4 separate regions of the Mus musculus genome follow, and regions 1, 2 and 3 are each linked to region 4. Evidence: chromatin contacts called from public HiChIP or PLAC-seq data. All regions are on one chromosome and are shown on one strand. The core of a region is the stretch at or near the end of the contact, and the rest is flanking DNA. Distances in the headings are between cores, read along the strand shown.

Region 1 (4,129 bases), core at 1,564-4,063, 130 kb after region 4:
AGGCACTGAGCCAGCTGCCTTGGAACAGCAGCCCGAGGGCCACATGGGATGCCCTTCCAGGGAACCTGGAGAGTGGTAGGGACAGCACGGGCCTCAGTGATGTAGCACTGTAGTGTGTGTGAGGGGACTGGGCATGGTGGCAGAGCTGAACACTGCCACTTCTTGGAGCTCTGCTGGGTGTTGTTTGAAAGGACATGATGGGTGTGATATAGCTGGACTTTCAGAGCAAACCTGGTGCTTCTGGCACCCTCAAGGAGCTAGCCTGGGCCACTTGACCCCATTTACCAGCCAAAGAGGAGAGTGTAGGAGAAAAGCAGAATTTGAGCAATGTGAATGAATAGGGAGAACAGATACAAAGGTCCAGTGGACCCCAGGTCCATCTTTGTGGTCACCCCAGGTCCTTCTTTGGGTTGACTCCAGGTCCATCTTTGGGGTGACTCCAGGCCCATCCTTGGGGTCACCCCAAGTCCTTCTTTGGGTTGACTCCAGGTTCATCTTTGGGTTGACTCCAGGTCCATCTTTGGGGAGAACCCAAGTCCTTCTTTGGGGAGATTCTAGGTCCTTCTTTGGGGTGACTCCAGGTCCTTCTTTAGAGTGACCCCAGGCCCTTCTTTGGGGTGACCCAGGTCCTTCTTTGGGGTGACCCCAGGCCTATCTTTGGGGTGACTCCAAGTCCTTCTTTGAGATCACCCCAATTCCGTCTTTAGGGTGACATGAGCTTTAAGTAGAGGAAGAAGAGGAGAAAAGGTGTGTAGCCCTGGGCCAGGCGTGACCCTGATGATCACCATGCCAGCTGTGGCTCTAGAAGATGATCATCCAGGGTGTGGCCTTGGCTTTGACTCCTGGATAGCTGCCTTCTCCTGGGGTTTCTGTTCTTAGAATCCAGGGTAGATATAGATCCAGGTTAGGACAGTGACTTATCCTTGTTTTTTAGTCCTGGAAGCAGGCTGAACTATGCTAGGTAGGCAGACACAGGCATTCCTGTGCTGAGTCAGGCAGAGCTCTGAACCAAAGCCAGGGACACAGACAGGGAATGAAGGCAGAGATGGCAGGCTCCGCCCTTTTGGTCCAGGTGAAGAGTCAGCACTTTTAATCAAGAGCAACAACTAAGGGCCTCTTAGAGAGATCTGGGTGAAGTTGACAGAGTGCAGGGCACTCAGAGAGGGGAGGAGAACCATCTGAGTTGTGAGTGCAAAAGCAACTGAGATTCTTGCCGTTTTCTTTCCTGTGCTGCTGTGTTTTAAGTCTCTCTCTCTTGTTGGTATGAAGGATGCAACATTTCTTCAGGGGTTTGGGTATCCACAGTTCGCTCCCACCTGCCCTGACAGCACAGGCTTGCCATTGTGTGAATGCCAGCTTACTCTCTGCAGAACCTCACACGGCTGGCATCTAGGAACAAGAAATGGAGCCAACAGCTTTCGGCCGATGAGAGGTGGAGTTGGTAGAGGAAGTCCAACTTCTTGTGTTGGTTGGTTGGGACCCTTCACAGTTGTTCCCAAGACAGCAGCAGCCTCACTTGGGAACTCACAGAAATGGAAGCTATCAAGGTCCGCCACTACATACTGACTGAATCAGAAACTGAAGCTGGGCCCCAGCAGACAGGGCTCCACAGCTTTCCAGGCAACTCTCCTGCGTGTGCAGATATAGCCGTGCATGCTGTTTCCCAGAGTGTCCTTGCGGCTCTAGCTGCCTAGGGCTAACCTGTTTATAAATGGAGTGTGTGCTGTTCTGACCACAAGTCTCCAATATCATCTTACTCGTGAGAAAGCAGGGAAGGTTGTATTCTGGAGAATGCGTGCGTGTTTCTGCTGGTACCATATACAGAGTTGGTACAGTCTAGAGATGGAGTATTTTCCTATCTATGAATATTCATCTATCTACAGTCACACGCATACATAATTGCTTATTTACATGCAAATCCGTGGAGATCTGCATTAGATAGAAAGGAATAAAAAAAAAGTTAGCTGATTGTTGTAGAGTTGAAGCCAACAAGACTGCAAGTGTCTGACCCCATACCTGGACAAAGTACACACTCAATGAAAACAAACATAAATGCCCACGGCCCTTCAGAAGGGTGACATGTAAAGCATGTCTGGGATAGCCCCCAAGCGAAGGGGCCTAGGAACTCCGAGGAACAAGAATGTCTCAGACACAGATTTGAGGGAGAATCTGGAGCTATGTCTCGGCTCTCGCCTTCAAAATCAACCTCTGTGTTCCGCCTGTGGCCTCTGCCACAGAGCTAAGGATGTGAGAGGCACCAGCTGGCCTGCGCCTGTGGTGACCGTCCCCACTTTTCCTCTTTGCATCAGTAAAGCATCCCTCTACCCAGGAGGGGAGTGAATCTATTGCTCTGTGGGCAGATGGCTCTCTCGCTTCTGAGAAAGTAGGCTGTTTTGTTACTCTTCTCGCTACTGTGGCAGGAAGCAACCTGAGGGTGTGCTGTGGCTCACACAGCCTGCCAGCCTGATGGCGTCAAGAACCACCTTCAGACAAACCCCTCTGAACTTCTGTGAAGAAGTTTCTAGATTATTTACTTGAGGTGGTACTACCCAGCCTAAACGTGGGTGGTACTGGGATCCCTGACTGAGTACAAAGATGAAAGCGCTGAGCACAGACGTGCACGCAAGCGTGTGTGTGTGTGTGTGTGTGTGTGTGTGTGTGTGTGTGTGTGTGTGTGGTGTGTGTGCGCGCGCGAGGAACCAGGAATCCCCACTGGCTGCAAACTTCAAGGCTGGGTCCCCAGTGAGCATCTCTCCCGAGCATGGAGAAGGCACAGAAGGGCCAAGCCTCTACTACTGCCTGCTTCTACAGGAACCGCTGGAGGGAAGTGAAGAGCAGTGTGTGTAGATGCCGCCCCCGTCCCAGGCCCCGCCCCCTGCATGGCCCCAGCTAGTGACTTGCAGCCGGGACAGCCAGCCTTCTGCATCCCGGCAGGGTGCCGGGAAGTAATTCACTGCAGAGGCTCCTCCTCAGTGCAGTTTCCTGTGGCCAATTATTTTGGGAACGAGGACTGGAGGTTTGGGTGGAGGAGGGGCAGTCAAGGGCCTGGAAGCAAAAGGGCATGAGGCTGATCCGGCCTCCATGCCCTGATGTAGAGGTAGCCTCCACCCTCCACACGAACACAGAAGCGTCACATGGACCCGCATTGTGTGGCTTGGAAGTCCTCCGCTTGTACACCATCCCTCCAGAGTCAGGAACCAGACGCTGGAAGGCAGCCTTTTAGTTTTTTTTTTTTTTTTCCACTATGGGAGGAATGAAGCGGGGAGGAGGGGTCCACACACTCACACGATCCAAGTAGACTTCTCCTAGTTTGTTTTTCTGACACATTGGAAACCGCACAGTGCAGAGAAAATTCGTCTCACATGCTCAGGCCTGCTTTCCCGGAACGCATCCAGAGACGGCTGTGTCAACACTGCTCAGCCAGCCAGCCTCAAAGGGATGGGCTCTGTCAAGGAAAAACTCAACCCAGACCCTGGCGTGAGGGGGCGGCGGGGGCTTTGTGTATCCTTTAAAGGGAGAGTGGGCCTCTAAGCGGACCAGGCACTTCCCCCACCACGCAGTTGTCCCCACACCACCCCTGTATCGCAGGGGTTCCCCGTCCCAGATGGTGCTGAGCTGTGTGTGTGTGTGTTCAGCTGCTCTGCTTCCTCTGAAGCCACAGGGAGGAACCGGAGAGGGAGCCAGGAGGATGGAGGAAGCCTGGGTGGAGGATGTTCCTGGTGGCTAGAGCAGCTAGGTACCACACTGGATGCTGATTTGGATGGAGAGGAGCCTCAGAAGTGAGTCCCCAGAGTTTGAGATCTGGACGTCAACCCTCAGTGTTCAAGACCCAGATGTAACACCACCACCTCCCCCCACACCCCACCACCAAGTGTTAAGAGACCTGGACCTAATTCCCACGCTGTTGTTTGAGATGCAGATGTAACCAAGCCCTCTCTTAAGAGACCTAGCTGTAAATCTCACCCCAACCTAGCCCTAACAGATTCAAATGCAAACTCTCCCCTACTCATTCCCCTATTCACTACTGTAAATTCCCAGTGTGAGATCAGGTGTAAGCATCGGGTGTTTCTGTGAAACTGGAGCTTCCTCTGCAGACGAGAGAGAGGAGCTGCCTCTGGGCAGCCAAGGT
Region 2 (3,990 bases), core at 367-2,866, 170 kb after region 4:
CCATCACACTCACCAGCAACGCTTCCCAAATGTAAAGGGGACATAATGGCCTCCACAGCACTGTTCCCCTTTTTCCCTTAGGAGCTCTGAGTGAAGGTCCTGTGTCAGAGTGAACAGCTAAGACATCAGTGGCATAAGCACGTTCCCACACATTTCCCCTCAACCCCCACAACCTGTGTGACAGTCAACAGGCCCCTCCCACCATCTATGCAGGACTGTACGAAGAGAGGCTAAATCGGCACACACAGCCGGTGTGCAGTGGGGCTGGCATCTGGATGCCAGCTCTGATAGAACTGAGTTACTTGCACTGGTGGGATCAACAGGGGACTTCACTCTTTGACAACAGTTTTCAATTGAGGCTGAAGGTCTCTTTCTTTTCTGACCTGTAGACTATCCTCTCTGATCCTTGGAAGGCAAACTCTCTGGGAACAGATTCTATGATACCTGGGAAGGAGAGAGGGAAGCTGGAGAAAAGTTTCTGAAAATGTCCCCCTGCCCTTCAGCATCTTTCTTGGAGGAGAGACAGTTCTTGGCAAACAAGAGTCCATTCTCTCCCACTGAATGGAGTTCACACACTTGAACATGCACCTCGTGACATTGGCCTGGCCAACATTTGTCCACATCAGCAGTTGGCAATGGCAGGGATGCTTGAACCCCTGCTTGCAGAGCTTCCTGTTCCCACAAACCCTTGCACCCAAATCTCCTGGTTCCCTCCAGACCTGATGCCTGCTCCTCCCCAGTGGGAGGCCTGGTTGGAACTGTGAAGAAGGAGGCTATTCACTTGGAGCAGTCCTGGATGGCTGTGCACATGGCCCATTCCCAGCACGGATGTTAGGCCCAGCCCTCTCTTCTAAAAGATGGTAGTTTGCCTTGGAATGAGTAATTCTCATACCTGCCAAGTTCAACATGCAGCAGACACAAACCCCACTCTGTTCTCAAGGGGCCCTGCCCAAAGCAAGATAGATGGAGCAGGTCATCTGGCGAACACCACAGTAGAGGCCAGCTCCAGGGCACCTGATGGTGGTGAGGGGAGAGACAGAGAGAAACAGACAGAGAGACAGAGAAAGAGAGAGACAGAGACAGAGAGAAACAGATAGACAGAGAGAGACAGAGAGAAACAGACAGAGAGACAGAGACACAGAGAGAGACAGACAGAGAGATATAGAGAGACAGAGACATAGAGAGACACAGACAGACACAGACACAGAGACAGAGGGAGACTGAAAGAGACAGAGGACAGACAGACAAAGATAGACAAAGACAGGCAGAGAAAGAGAGAAAAGAGAGAGAAAGGACAGACAGAGAGAGAAAGAAAGACAAAGATAGGAAAAGAGATAGAGACAGACAAAGACAGGCAGAGAGACAAGGAGAGAGGACAGACAGAGACAGAAAGACAAAGACAGGTATAGAGACAGAGAGACAGACACACAAAGACAGGCATAGAGATGGAGGAATGAATTGGAGGGAGACATGGAGGGGTTTGAATTTCCACTCACCTCTTTTTCCATCCAAGTTATTTCCCTTTTGCCTTAAAATAGCCACATAAGGCATGGCTGATCCATTTGTTGTTTTAACTGGTCCTTCTTGGGGAAGGCTTCCACAGGCTGCCAGGACCTCAGAGTAAAGTGAGCTCTCCCACACCACTCCCTCTCTCAACAAACCCCAGACAGCAGAGCCAAGAACACCTGCCTGGCCTCCACACCCTGGCCTCCACAGCCTCTCTCCAGAGGGAAAGGCACCAGGCTTAAAAGAAATCAGCCAGGCCATGGAGACAGCTCAGTGGGTAAAAGCACTTGCTGTGCAGATGGGAGAATTGAATTTGGATCCCCAGGACCCAGATAAAGCCAGTGCCTCTAATCTATGGCTCGAGGGAAGGCAGAGATGCCAGGGTTCCTGGAAGCATTGGGACTGGGTAGCCTGGTGTTCACAGCAGTGAACAAGAAAGAGGCCCTACCTTAGATGAGGTAGAAGGCACAGAGTGACACCCAAGGTTCTCCTCTGACCTCTGTGGGCTTACTGCGTTACACGTATGCCAGCACACACACACAATATACACATACACATCCTATGCACACGTGAAGATTTATAGTTTTTGTTTTATGCCTATGGGTCTTTTGCCTACATGAATGTCTGTGCCCCCTTCTGAGCCTGGTGTCAGTAGACAGCAGGAGAGGAGGTCAGATTTCCTGAAACTAGAGTTACAGATGGGTGTGGACTCCCATATGGCAATTGAAAGAACAGCAGAGCTCTTAGCCACTGAGCCATCTCCCCAGCCCCATACAATGATTTAGAAAGACTCACCACCATCGCTGGAACCCGGGGGGGGGGGGGGGGGGAAGTCCTCTTAGCTTCCCTAACCTCCCAGTAGCAAGACCTTAGGAGAGAGAGGAAACTCAGCTGAGACCCTCCCCCAGTTATCCTCTCTCCCTGCCTTGTGTTCCCACTGCTGCCCTCCAGTGGCAGTGAGCAGAGGGCCCCACGATCTCCTGCCTGGTTAACGGCCACCAGGGTAAGAGAAAGAGGCTGCAGGGCCATTTCTGGGTCAGACCGAGACACTGGGTAGCTTTGTATTTGCAGCTAATCTTTATTAATTATTAGAACTTATGAAATAGATGAGTCCTGACGCTTCTATTAGCAACTTAATGGCTGTTTATTAAATTTTCTCCAATTACAGCTGTTTAGTACATCAGAAGGCTGGGATGCCCTATGAACGACCTTGGAAAGAGAAGGCAGGGGCTGGTGTTCCAGGTGACTTTGCTCAGCTGAGCAAAGATCTCATCTTGGGAAGAGTGAAAACTCAAAAGCAGAGACCGTGGTCCAAGAAAGGACTCCACAGGCAAAAAGGGAACTTGTCACGTACTCCAGAGAATGGGGACCATTCAGAGTCTCCCAATGCACGTCTGTGTGCACACATCCATTTCTGTGTATGTTCTCGCGTGTGCAGGTGCGCACGCACACTTGTGTGGAAGCAAGGACAGCCTCGACTGTCAGTCTTTAGGTGCCTTCTATCTTGTTCTTTGAGTCAGCGTCTCCCACTAGCATAGAGCTTTCCAACTGGACTGTGCTGCCTGGCCAGGGAGCCCCAGAGACCCACTTGCCTCTATCTCCCCAGCACTGGGTACAACCATGCACCACCATAGCTGGCTCTTTCACTTGGGTTCTGGGTTCTAGCTCAGGTCCTCAAGCACTGTTGACTGACTGTGCCAGCTCCCCGACCAAGTCGCTCCCTTGGCGTAATTTAAAAAGCTAAATAAATAGTGTGCCTTGCCTTGGAACTCAGTATTCTATAACTGCAGTGGTAAGTCCTCAGATCCACACGTCGCTGAAGAGTCTATGAACCCAAAACCCTGTGTGCCATCCTTCCTGGATGAAGCCTTTTAATCCCCACATTCAGAAAGCCTAATTTCGTTTAAAGAGGGAAGGAGAGAGCTATACTGGCTTCACTGTTTCATCACGTTCAACCAATAATAAGCTCCATCAATGTATCAGACAGTAAAATGGGAATAAATGTAAAATAGGAGCCAATGTTGTCCCCAGGACATACTCCCCAAAGTTAATGAGGCAACTGAATAAAACCAATGAGGAGGTGTTCAAAGGTCCCCGCTGAAGCAAAGGGAGGACACGGGCAGACAGATCTCTGGGAGTTCAAAGTCAGTCTACGCCACATAGCAAATTCCAGGGCTACCCCGAGAGACTCTCGAAAAAACAATGAACAAGTAAGAAAACTTTCAAAAGAAATAAAACTTATGCCACCAAGAACCTAGCATACTGATGAAGAAAGATTCCATAATGTGGGTCAGGTAAGAATGGAAGGTGAGCAGAGCAGTGGTGGCGCACGCCTTTAATCCGAGCACTTGGGAGGCAGAGGCAGGCGGATCTCTGAGTTCGAGGCCAGCCTGGTCTACAGAGTGAGTTCCAGGACAGCCAGGGCTATACAGAGAAACCCTGTCTGGAACACCCCTCCCGCCCCCCCCAAAAAAGAGTGGAAGA
Region 3 (4,613 bases), core at 1,959-4,458, 230 kb after region 4:
AGTGAGGGGAGGATAAGACCACAAAGAATGGGGAAGCTGAGTAAACATAAGAATGGGGATGACGAATTACAGCTCATCTCTCACGGAAAGGTTACAGGCTATCTTTGGCAAACATTCTTGGTCCCTTACACAATGAGTCAGGTGCCTGGGTGGGTCACCCAGTGGTCATCGTTCTCTCAGGCTGAAGGTGAAAGAACAAAGAACTCCATGCTGGGCTTCGTTTCTAGGGGTCTAAGAAACACATTGAGTTGGGGTCTTACAGTAGAATTTTCCAGTCCCATTTTCCACTGTCAACCCCTAAGTGGGATCAGCATTGGGTCAACGCTGCCCCAACTTAGCCCGTATCCCTTTGCTCATCTGTGCCCTGCCCCCAACCCTTTGCCATATGATCTATAGAATCTTACCACATGATCTATAGAATCTTACCACATGATCTATAGAATCTTACCACATGATCTATAGAATCTTACCACATGATCTATAGAATCTTACCACATGATCTATAGAATCTTACCACATGATCTATAGAATCTTACCACATGCTCTATAAAATCTTACCACATGCTCTATAGAATCTTACCACATGCTCTATAGAATCTTACCATATGATCTATAGACTCTCATCTGAGCAGCTCCCTTAGATGCAGCTATATATCCTGATTACACCAACCTTGCTACCTGTAAACCTGGCCAGGCTGATATGGGGTATCTCTCTTGCTCCCCTTTAAAGCCAGAAAGAATCTAGGATGCAGCAAAGGCAAAGGGTAAAGAAATGAGCACAGCTGTCCAAAGACCTGAGTTCTAGTACCTCTAGCTTCACCCAAGAGTGAGGTGGGCTTGTGCAAGCCATAGAAGCATGACACTTGTCCCTGCCTGTGGCACTAGGAGTCTCCATCTCTGATGCTGCATCGTGGTGTAGTGAATTTGCTAAGAGAACACTTCTCACCAAGAAGCCAGGGGAAGCCAAGAGAAAGGCAGTGTGTCCAGGTGCCCGTGATGCTCTCCCGTGCCCTGGCTTAAGCCAGAGTCCCTCTCCCTACCATGCTGTGCCCCCCACCTCCTCGGGCAGAAGCCTCCCCCACCCCTAGATTCTTTGTTCCTGTGTGCTCTTGATGTGTGTGCCCAACATGGGGCCCTGTATGCAGTGGGCAGCCAAGCTCCCTCCATGTTGATTCAAATACGAACTGAGAAAAGAGTCCCTCCAGGGTCAGCAAGATGCACTTCTGTTTTCTCCACAGCCCTGTCTATCTTGGCTTTGCTGCCCTCCTGTGAGGTAGAGATGGACTCTGCTCATCTGCAGGCTGCTCCATGTCACCCACCCACACAGCATCTGACTCTCAGGTGAACTAGCAGCTGATACTCCTTGCCTGGCAGTTCAGAGCATAGAATGGATTCTGTCAGCTTGAGCCGGGAAATGCTGCGAAACCCCTCTGCTTCTCAGAGCCTTCATGGGAAACACAGATGCAATGAGAGGCCCCAGCTGGGAGCTTCCTGGTAGATCCACCTGCCAGGCCCTGACCCGTGCTCTCCTAGAGTGACTGCTGCAGCCCAGCCAAGCCCTCCTGTATGGGAACCAGACCAGAGCTGCACAGAGAAGCTGTGAATACAGACAGCTATGCCAAAGCTTAATTATCTACTATTAACACTGTGAAATTGTGAACAGGGCAGAAAAGATGGCTCAGTGGGTAAAGGCACTTGCTGCCAAGCTTGATGATCGGAGTTCAACCCCTGGGACCCACATGGTGGAAGGAGAGAGCTCACTCACAAAAATTGTCCTCTGGCCTCTTACAAGTGCAATGCAATACACACACACACACACACACACACACACACACACCATTTTCTTAAACTAAAAACATAAATAAAATAGATAAGTAAAAACTGTGAATACTGAGTGAGCCACGCACTGAGCCTCTATCACACATCCATGTCTGACTTCGTCCTGACTGGCATCTTCTTAATCAACACAAGACACAAAGTCTCAAGTCTTAGGTTGGGAGGCTGAAGGACTGATTGTTCAGATGTTGGAGCTGGAGAAAGGGGGTGAAAAAAAAGCTGAGGGGAAGTGGGCAGCCCCCCACTGGGCTCTACCCTGTGATAACTGCATTTGAATGAGCGGGGGCGGATCCTGAGGGTTATAATTGGCTCTCACTTTGGGATTCTGTTGATTACTTAGGAAAATGTGCTGGGGCTTATTTCACTTTCCGATCTTGTACCACTTTAATGAAAATTTATTACCAGCAGCTTCCTGAACCGGAAAGGAAGAAATTGAAAATACACATCTGTGTATAAGTAAACAGACGTGTGGAATGAATGCATTCTTTTTAGATGAGATGCCTGACTTCTGCTTATGAAAAATGAATAAGGGGCCTTCGGCTTCACACATGAAAGGAAGCACCAGGAGAGACAGTGAGTAACGAAGACGTAGTGTTAAGGGTGTGTTTGGGATAACCATGGGCAGTGTACAAAGCATTAAGTTTAAAATCAAAAGATCTGGAGCCAAGAGATAGCTCAGCAGGCTAAAGCCTTCGATGTGAGAATCTAAATTCAATCCTTACCACCCCCCACCCTCCCACCCCCACACACACCCAAAGCAAGCCAGGCGTGGTGGTGCACACCTTTAATCCCAACACTCAGGAGGAAGGGGCAGATGGATCTCTGTTCCAGGTCAGCCTGGTCTACAAAGTAAGTTCCAGGACAGCCAGGGCTACATGGAGAACCGCTGCCTCAGTGGGGATATGGGGATTGGGGGGAATTTAAGCCAGGTGTGTTAGCATACATCTGTAAGTCAAGCATGCCTCCTTGGTGAGATAGAAGGCAGAGACTGGAGAATCACCCAAAAGCTCACTGGACTGCTAGCTTACAGTATACAAGTCAGCAGCAGAAGCCACTGCCTACAACTCAACTCTGTAACTCTGGCTCCAGGGATCAGTGCCCTGCACGAACGCATGCCTGTGTCTACACACACACACACACACACACACACACACACACACACACACATGAATAGAAAGCATGCATGTGTGTGCACACATTCACAGAAAGCATGCATATGTGTGTGCACACATTCATAGAAAGTATGCACATGTGTGTGCACACATGCACACATGATTTAAGAAACGAATCCTAAGAGAATGGAATCTGTGCCCTTCTAGTTTATTCCTCAGCAGCATGTGCAACCGACTGCGTGAGTCAGCAAAGAAGACTCTGAATGACTCCCCTGCCAGCATCGCACTTCCGCCCTGTCCTCTACCCCCCTTTTGTATTTCACATATAATACTATGTTGACATGTTGATTGTTCTGTGAATTTCCCTCAAGACAGGAATCCTGCCTTTTCATCTATATTTCTCAAATTACAAGGGTAACAAGGACACACAATTAAACCAACAAACAAGACGTAATTCTCTTGGAAGCAAAACAAAACTCTGAACAGGTTGTACAACTGGTTCAAACAGGTTTATCCCTCATTAGTCATCAAGTGAATGCAAATTAAAAACCACAGTGAGATACAGTTCCAGCCATCAGAAAAGAAAGTCAAAAAGCCCTGGGAACAATGTAGCTGCTCTGCTGGATCTGAGGCCTCTGCACAGGAGGGGGCCCAGGCCTGGTGTTGTGGCCTGGTCAACGGTCAGAGACTCCAGGGTGTCACAAGCCATGGAGGGGAACCGCCTGCTGTTGTTTTACTAAGCTACATGGCCTTCTAAACGCTTGTTTTATACTCTAGATGGGTGCTGCCTCTGCCTTGGCCAGAAGCAGCTTCGATGTGCTGTGCTGAGCACTTAATGCGGAGACTCACAGCTGCCCATGTGCTGAGAGTAAGCGAGTGTTGAGGGCTAGCCCTACATGGGACTTTCTGCCAATGGCTGGCTGTAGGAGGAGGCACAAAGAGTGTAGGAGCTGCCTGGTGTGATGGCAAATCTCTGTTTCAGGCCAGTCTTCTATACAGCAAGTTCTTGGCCAGGCAGGCTACACAGTGATAGCCTGTCTCAAAATAAAATAAAATTGAAGAAGATAAAATAAAAAAAGAATGTAAGAGCTGGAGGATGGGGAGGAGGAATGGGAGGAGGGATGGGAGGAGGGATGGGAGGAAAGATGGGAGGAGGGTTGTCCTCTGGACTTGACACTACACCCATGAACACACTACAGCTGTGGCTATTGACCAAGAGCAAGCCAAGGGGATCAGTGGACACTCCACTGGGCAGCACCAGTTAGCCTCAGTGGAGACAGAGAGAGAAGAGAGACAGACAGACAGACACAGAGAGAGGAGGTTGGAAGAAAAAGTGGGAGGTAGTGAATTGGAGTGTCCAGGGGAGGGAAGAATGGAGAGGATGGTTAGGGGTGTATATGACCAATATACATTGTTTACATGTGTGTAGTTATTGAAAAATAAGTAAAAGGTATTCTATTAAAAAAAAAAAAAAGATCAGAGATGCAGGCTGATGGACCAGGGCAACCTTCACACCCCCAGATGGAATGTGAGAATGTCACTGAGCACGTGGAAAAGTATACTCACCATGCCAAGCCACCATTCCACCCTTTAGACCTTTATCTAAGAGGAATGAAATCCCATGCCCCTGTATCCACACTGGACCACCACCAGTTCTATCACAAC
Region 4 (4,521 bases), core at 95-2,594:
TGTGATATGCAAGGCAGTGTGGGACAGTGGAGGCCAAGCAAGCTCATACTTCAGTGTGCCCAGCATGGGGTCATTACTCTGGCTCCGAGTTAGCAAGTGGCATGCATTGGGTCTGGAATGTTCTGTGTTCAGTGTACTGGAGGCATCATTTGCAGTCCATTGGATGGTGGGATTTGAACCCTTTCTTCCTCTCTTCTGACCAGGCACATACGAAGTTTGATTCTACTGTGACAGTCTGCCTCACCACAAAGCAAAGAGGCCAGTTTACCACAGACTGAAACCTACCAAGCACCAAGACAACCTTTCCTCACGGCAACAGGAAACACTAACCATGCGCAGGTCTGCTGGGCTCCAGAGCTGCATTTGGAAGAATCTGCCACCCACCCTGGGGTGTGGGGGTGAGGCTGCCTGCCAGCCTCACCTGCTGCTCTATGCTGCTTTCTTAGAGAAGCAAAGCTGTATTCCACCGTTGTAGACGGACCTTCCTCAGCCTTTTGAGAAGAGCCACCTGGTCAGAGTGGTCAGCTTGAGGAGGGCATGGCTGGCCAGGTGTTACTGTTCCTGGCAAAGCAATCCTGCACCTTGTAAGATCCAAATGAGGCACCCAGGACAAAGCTGTGGGTGTGACCTGGGATGAGGCTGCAGGTGAGAAGCGGCCATTAGTGCTTTGTGATAAATCTCCAAGTAGCTCCAGATTGAAGAACATCTGTGCCCACTGAGCAAGGAAGGTGGTCCACTGCTCAAACTGCAGCCCCTCCCTCCACATTGTTCCCAGCCCAGAACTTTTGGAATGCTTGAAACTAGATCGTACCGATGGCTGAGTTCACTGAGTTTTTATACACACACACACACACACACACACACACACACCTATGATTAAAGTTTAATGTGTGAATCAAGCACAGTGAGAGATGACCAGCAGCAACCATACAACAGTCAGGGAAACAATACACAGAAGTGGATGTTACGCTTCTGCTCTTTGCTGTGTCTCAATATCCTGTATTTACCCCTCCACCTCCACCTCCACCTCCACCTCCACCTCCACCTCCACCTCCACCTCCACCTCCACCTCCACCTCCACCTCCACCTCCACCATGCTGTGACTCATAGGTCAGACCCTGGTTGACCGTGCGTAACTGAAACCACAGATAAGATGGGTGATTGTGCCAGAGGAAGGAGGGCGGGTACAGGGACAGCCCTACCCAGAGCCCCTTGACAGAGGGGTTCCTGACCAGAGGCTGTAAATGTTGGTCATAAAGTGCTGTCCCTGGAGAATTACCCTCAGCCATATGACCCCAGAGGGCTGTCCTGTGACACTCTTTTCCTCCCAGGGATGGTGTCTGTGTTGTAATCTGGGCTCCAGTGTGCTGAACACTTCCTTGTTCCCTTCCTGCTAAGGACACTCCCCAGAGTACTCAATACAGGATTTGCTCGTGGGAACCTTACTTGAGAGGAAAGGTCCTTCAGGTGACTTTTGAGCCCTCACTAAGACTGTATGGAGTGGGCTCCCAGGGGGATAAACTGGGGATCTGAGAGAGTCACTGGTTAGATGACAAACAGTTGGGTCAGGACTGGTATGTATGTCCAGGGACGCCTCTGTCCAGCTTTTGCCAGGGCCTCTACTTCCACACAGGCTTACACACGGTTAGCATTCTGCCAGGCACATGATTTGCCAGGAGGTGAGGCCTCTGTAAGAGCCAGAGACAGTGGAGGCCATGAAGGTGGCCCCTCTGTGGTCCTGCTCATAGGCTACTCACACACGCAAACCCTGGGGCGCACCAAGTCCCATGATAAATGCACCCAAATTTCTCCGCTCAGCGGAGAGGCCATTCTTGTATGCAGCTTTCTCACTTTTAGTTCTCCAGACACATTTCCACAAGAGGGGACAGAGTCTGGGTCCTAGTCTAGATTCTAAAGGACATTGGGCAAAACAAGACTCAGAGAGAGACAACAAACAGATTCCCAAGCTCATGGTTAGCCCTGTTCAACCTCATCTTCTGGTATTACTGTGCACATTTGTGTGAGGTGCGTGTGTGTGTGTGTGTGTGTGTGTGTGAAGGCCAAAGATTGGTGTGTATGTCTTCTCTAATTGGATTGTACACTAGTTTTTAAGACAGTGTCTATCATTGAACCTAGATTGGCTGCCCAGCCCATGAGCTGCAGATGTCTGCCTGTCTCCTCCTCTCCAGTACTGGGATTGAAGATGAGTCACCATGCCTAACTTCAACACAAGTTCTTGGGAACTGAACTTAGGACCTCATGTTTGTGTGGCAAGCACCTTATCACCTGAGCCATCTTCTCTGCCCCTCACTGTGCACATTTAAAAGAGGTTCCCTGGTCCCTTTGTGTGTCTGGGAGATGCAAGATCCCTTGACTTTGGGCAATGGTGTGGGACTGAAACCACAGCAGGGACAAGTCCGTGAGGTCAGCAGTGAGCCTGCAGAAGATGATCAGAGTATGAGCTGGAGTGTGTGCAGGAAGTGTGGTGTGCAGGGTATGTGTAGTGTTTAGTGCACATGGTGTGCAGCATGTGTGGTATGAGGTATGAGTGGTGTGTGTGTGTGTGTGTGCTGTGTGTGGTGTGTGGGATGTGCGCTGGGTCGTATGATGGTGAGTCTCTCAGGAAGCTTGGACACTTGCATCAGGCTTCTGAATGCAGGGTTGGGGGTGGGGCAGAGGCCGCTCTCCTGGCTTTAGTTCTGTATGTGTTGTTTCATTCATTCCTCAGCTCCAACACTGTTAGTGGAACCCGTGGGCCTCAGAACCCAGTCCCCATGACACCTTTAGAGATGCTTGTATTTACCTGCAGTGACATCCTGCCCTGGGTGTTTGTTTGTTTGTTTGTTTTTAAGGATATGAAGACAGTTCAGGAAGGAGCACGTTGGAACTTTTGGGATTACATTTTTAGATCCACTATTTTGAGAAGTTCTCTCAGTGGGTCTTTTAGGAGGGTCATAGGAATGGTGACTCCTCGTGTCAACTTGGCTGGGTGTAAAACAGCCTAGGAGACACAGCCCTGGATGGAGCATTTCCAGATAGGTTCAGTGAGGAAGGAGAACCTATCCCTGACCCCATGGACAGGAGCTCTGCGCTGAACCAAAGGGAGAAAGCCAGCACTTGTCTCTCTGCTTCCTGGCTGCAGATACATCTAACCATTCCCCTCATCCTCTCCTCCTCATCACCCTCTTTATGAGGCTGTATCCCTTACAGCAGGAGCCCAAACAAACCTCCCTGGAGAGGCTTTTGCAGGAACTTTGTCACAGCAATGTAACAAGTGACTAATTCATTGCCTCCTTCCCCTCTCACTAGCTTTTGGGGTTGCCCCATAGGCGTGGTCTCCAGACCTGCTGGCATGTCCTTCCGGGAAAAGGAAGAAAGGAGAGCTTTGTGTTCTAGTCAGGGCTTGTGCTTTAGAGAATGAAGATCTAGTCAGCTCACATCACAATAGAAGATCTTGAAAAGAGGTGTGGGAAAGGATAAAGAAGGTTTGGTCAATGGGTACCAAGCTTTGCTTAGACAGGGAAAACAGGTTCTACTATTCTATTGCACGATGCTGTGGCTATAGAAAGCAGGGTGTGCTGAGTATTTCAAGAAAATGTTTGAAGAAATGTTGCAGGAAATATTAAAAAAATGAACCCACCAACTCTCCATGGGGTCAGACCACGCTCCTGCGCTCCTGCCCCTGTCGCCAACTCTCTCCAGCTAGCCCCCGCTGCGCCAATAGCTGTGTACCCAGCTTGTCCCTGGCGCCGCTACTTCTTCCTCAGCCATAAACCCATGTAGTCAGGGATCTCACATTCCAGTAACTAAATGGAACCGCCAACCTCGTGGTTGCATATCACGACAACCCAGTAAACCCAGTAAAATCAAGACTCTTAAAGCTTAATTAACCAATCAGATTTACGTATCAATAGTATCACAATTTGCACAAGATGCCAATAATTTCAGAGCCATTTTGATAATGATAAAAGCTGTATCCCAATTAACCTAACCTTGTGATATCATCACATCAGCCTCCATTCTCCTCTCTCCCTCTCTCCTGAGCTGCTCTCTGTCTCTGCAACTCTTAGCTCCGCCTCCCTCTTCCCTGTCCAATCACAGGCCTCCTCTGCACTGATGTAATTGGACAGAGAAAATCCTGCAACAAAGAAAAAACTTGGAGTGCCTCCATCAAAGAGTGATGGCAGATGTCTAGTCAGCGTTAGTCTCCCTTCAACATCACATGGTGTCTGGGTGCATCAAAACGTTATTCGGTGCTCCACAAATACTTATAATTTTCTCGTGTCAATTAAAAATAGACTGGGGATGGTGCTGGAGAGATGATTCCGTGGTTAAGAGCACTTGCTGTTCTTTTAGAGGATCCAGGATCAATTCAGTTCTCAGCACCTACATGGCAGTGCGCAACCTCCGACAACTCAAGTCTCTGGGGGACCTGCTGCTTTCCTCTGGCTCCTGCAGGCACCAGGCATCTCACGGTGCATAAATATATATGTAGACAAAACATCCACACACATTAAAAAA

What was found. HiChIP or PLAC-seq counts read pairs in DNA pulled down with a chosen protein or histone mark.
Region 1: a FOXA1 HiChIP or PLAC-seq map of pancreatic cancer cells shows a contact between it and region 4. The contact joins two enhancer-like sites. A contact is called at or near these places in 3 of 484 Hi-C or Micro-C datasets (cerebellar granule neurons, embryonic stem cells and nephron progenitors), 8 of 115 datasets of contacts at active chromatin or transcription factors (embryonic fibroblasts, embryonic stem cells, intestinal crypt epithelium and 1 more) and 1 of 9 other capture datasets (embryonic stem cells).
Region 2: an HNF4G HiChIP or PLAC-seq map of pancreatic cancer cells shows a contact between it and region 4. The contact joins two enhancer-like sites. A contact is called at or near these places in 3 of 484 Hi-C or Micro-C datasets (B cells, bone marrow-derived macrophages and embryonic stem cells), 2 of 115 datasets of contacts at active chromatin or transcription factors (differentiating embryonic stem cells and pancreatic cancer cells) and 1 of 9 other capture datasets (embryonic stem cells).
Region 3: a FOXA1 HiChIP or PLAC-seq map of pancreatic cancer cells shows a contact between it and region 4. The contact joins two enhancer-like sites. A contact is called at or near these places in 1 of 15 datasets of contacts at CTCF or cohesin (embryonic stem cells), 16 of 484 Hi-C or Micro-C datasets (cerebellar granule neurons, embryonic stem cells and gonadal supporting cells), 5 of 115 datasets of contacts at active chromatin or transcription factors (bone marrow-derived macrophages, embryonic stem cells, forebrain and 2 more) and 2 of 9 other capture datasets (embryonic stem cells and embryonic trunk).

The regions. Positions count from the first base shown.
Region 1 is chr9:120,690,540-120,694,668 of GRCm38.p6, reverse strand. No RefSeq gene overlaps it. Among named protein-coding and RNA genes, the nearest start is that of Gm39458, 17 kb to the right of the region's middle. Within about 2 kb of position 2,813, at least 179 of the 459 cell types and tissues checked have an H3K27ac peak or open chromatin away from gene starts, as enhancers often do. A contact at or near this core is called in pancreatic cancer cells, where this site is marked.
Region 2 is chr9:120,655,652-120,659,641 of GRCm38.p6, reverse strand. No RefSeq gene overlaps it. Among named protein-coding and RNA genes, the nearest start is that of Gm39457, 15 kb to the left of the region's middle. Within about 2 kb of position 1,616, at least 35 of the 459 cell types and tissues checked have an H3K27ac peak or open chromatin away from gene starts, as enhancers often do. A contact at or near this core is called in pancreatic cancer cells, where this site is marked.
Region 3 is chr9:120,592,501-120,597,113 of GRCm38.p6, reverse strand. No RefSeq gene overlaps it. Among named protein-coding and RNA genes, the nearest start is that of Gm34323, 7.1 kb to the left of the region's middle. Within about 2 kb of position 3,208, at least 53 of the 459 cell types and tissues checked have an H3K27ac peak or open chromatin away from gene starts, as enhancers often do. A contact at or near this core is called in pancreatic cancer cells, where this site is marked.
Region 4 is chr9:120,823,209-120,827,729 of GRCm38.p6, reverse strand. No RefSeq gene overlaps it. Among named protein-coding and RNA genes, the nearest start is that of Gm39459, 8.9 kb to the left of the region's middle. Within about 2 kb of position 1,344, at least 69 of the 459 cell types and tissues checked have an H3K27ac peak or open chromatin away from gene starts, as enhancers often do. A contact at or near this core is called in pancreatic cancer cells, where this site is marked.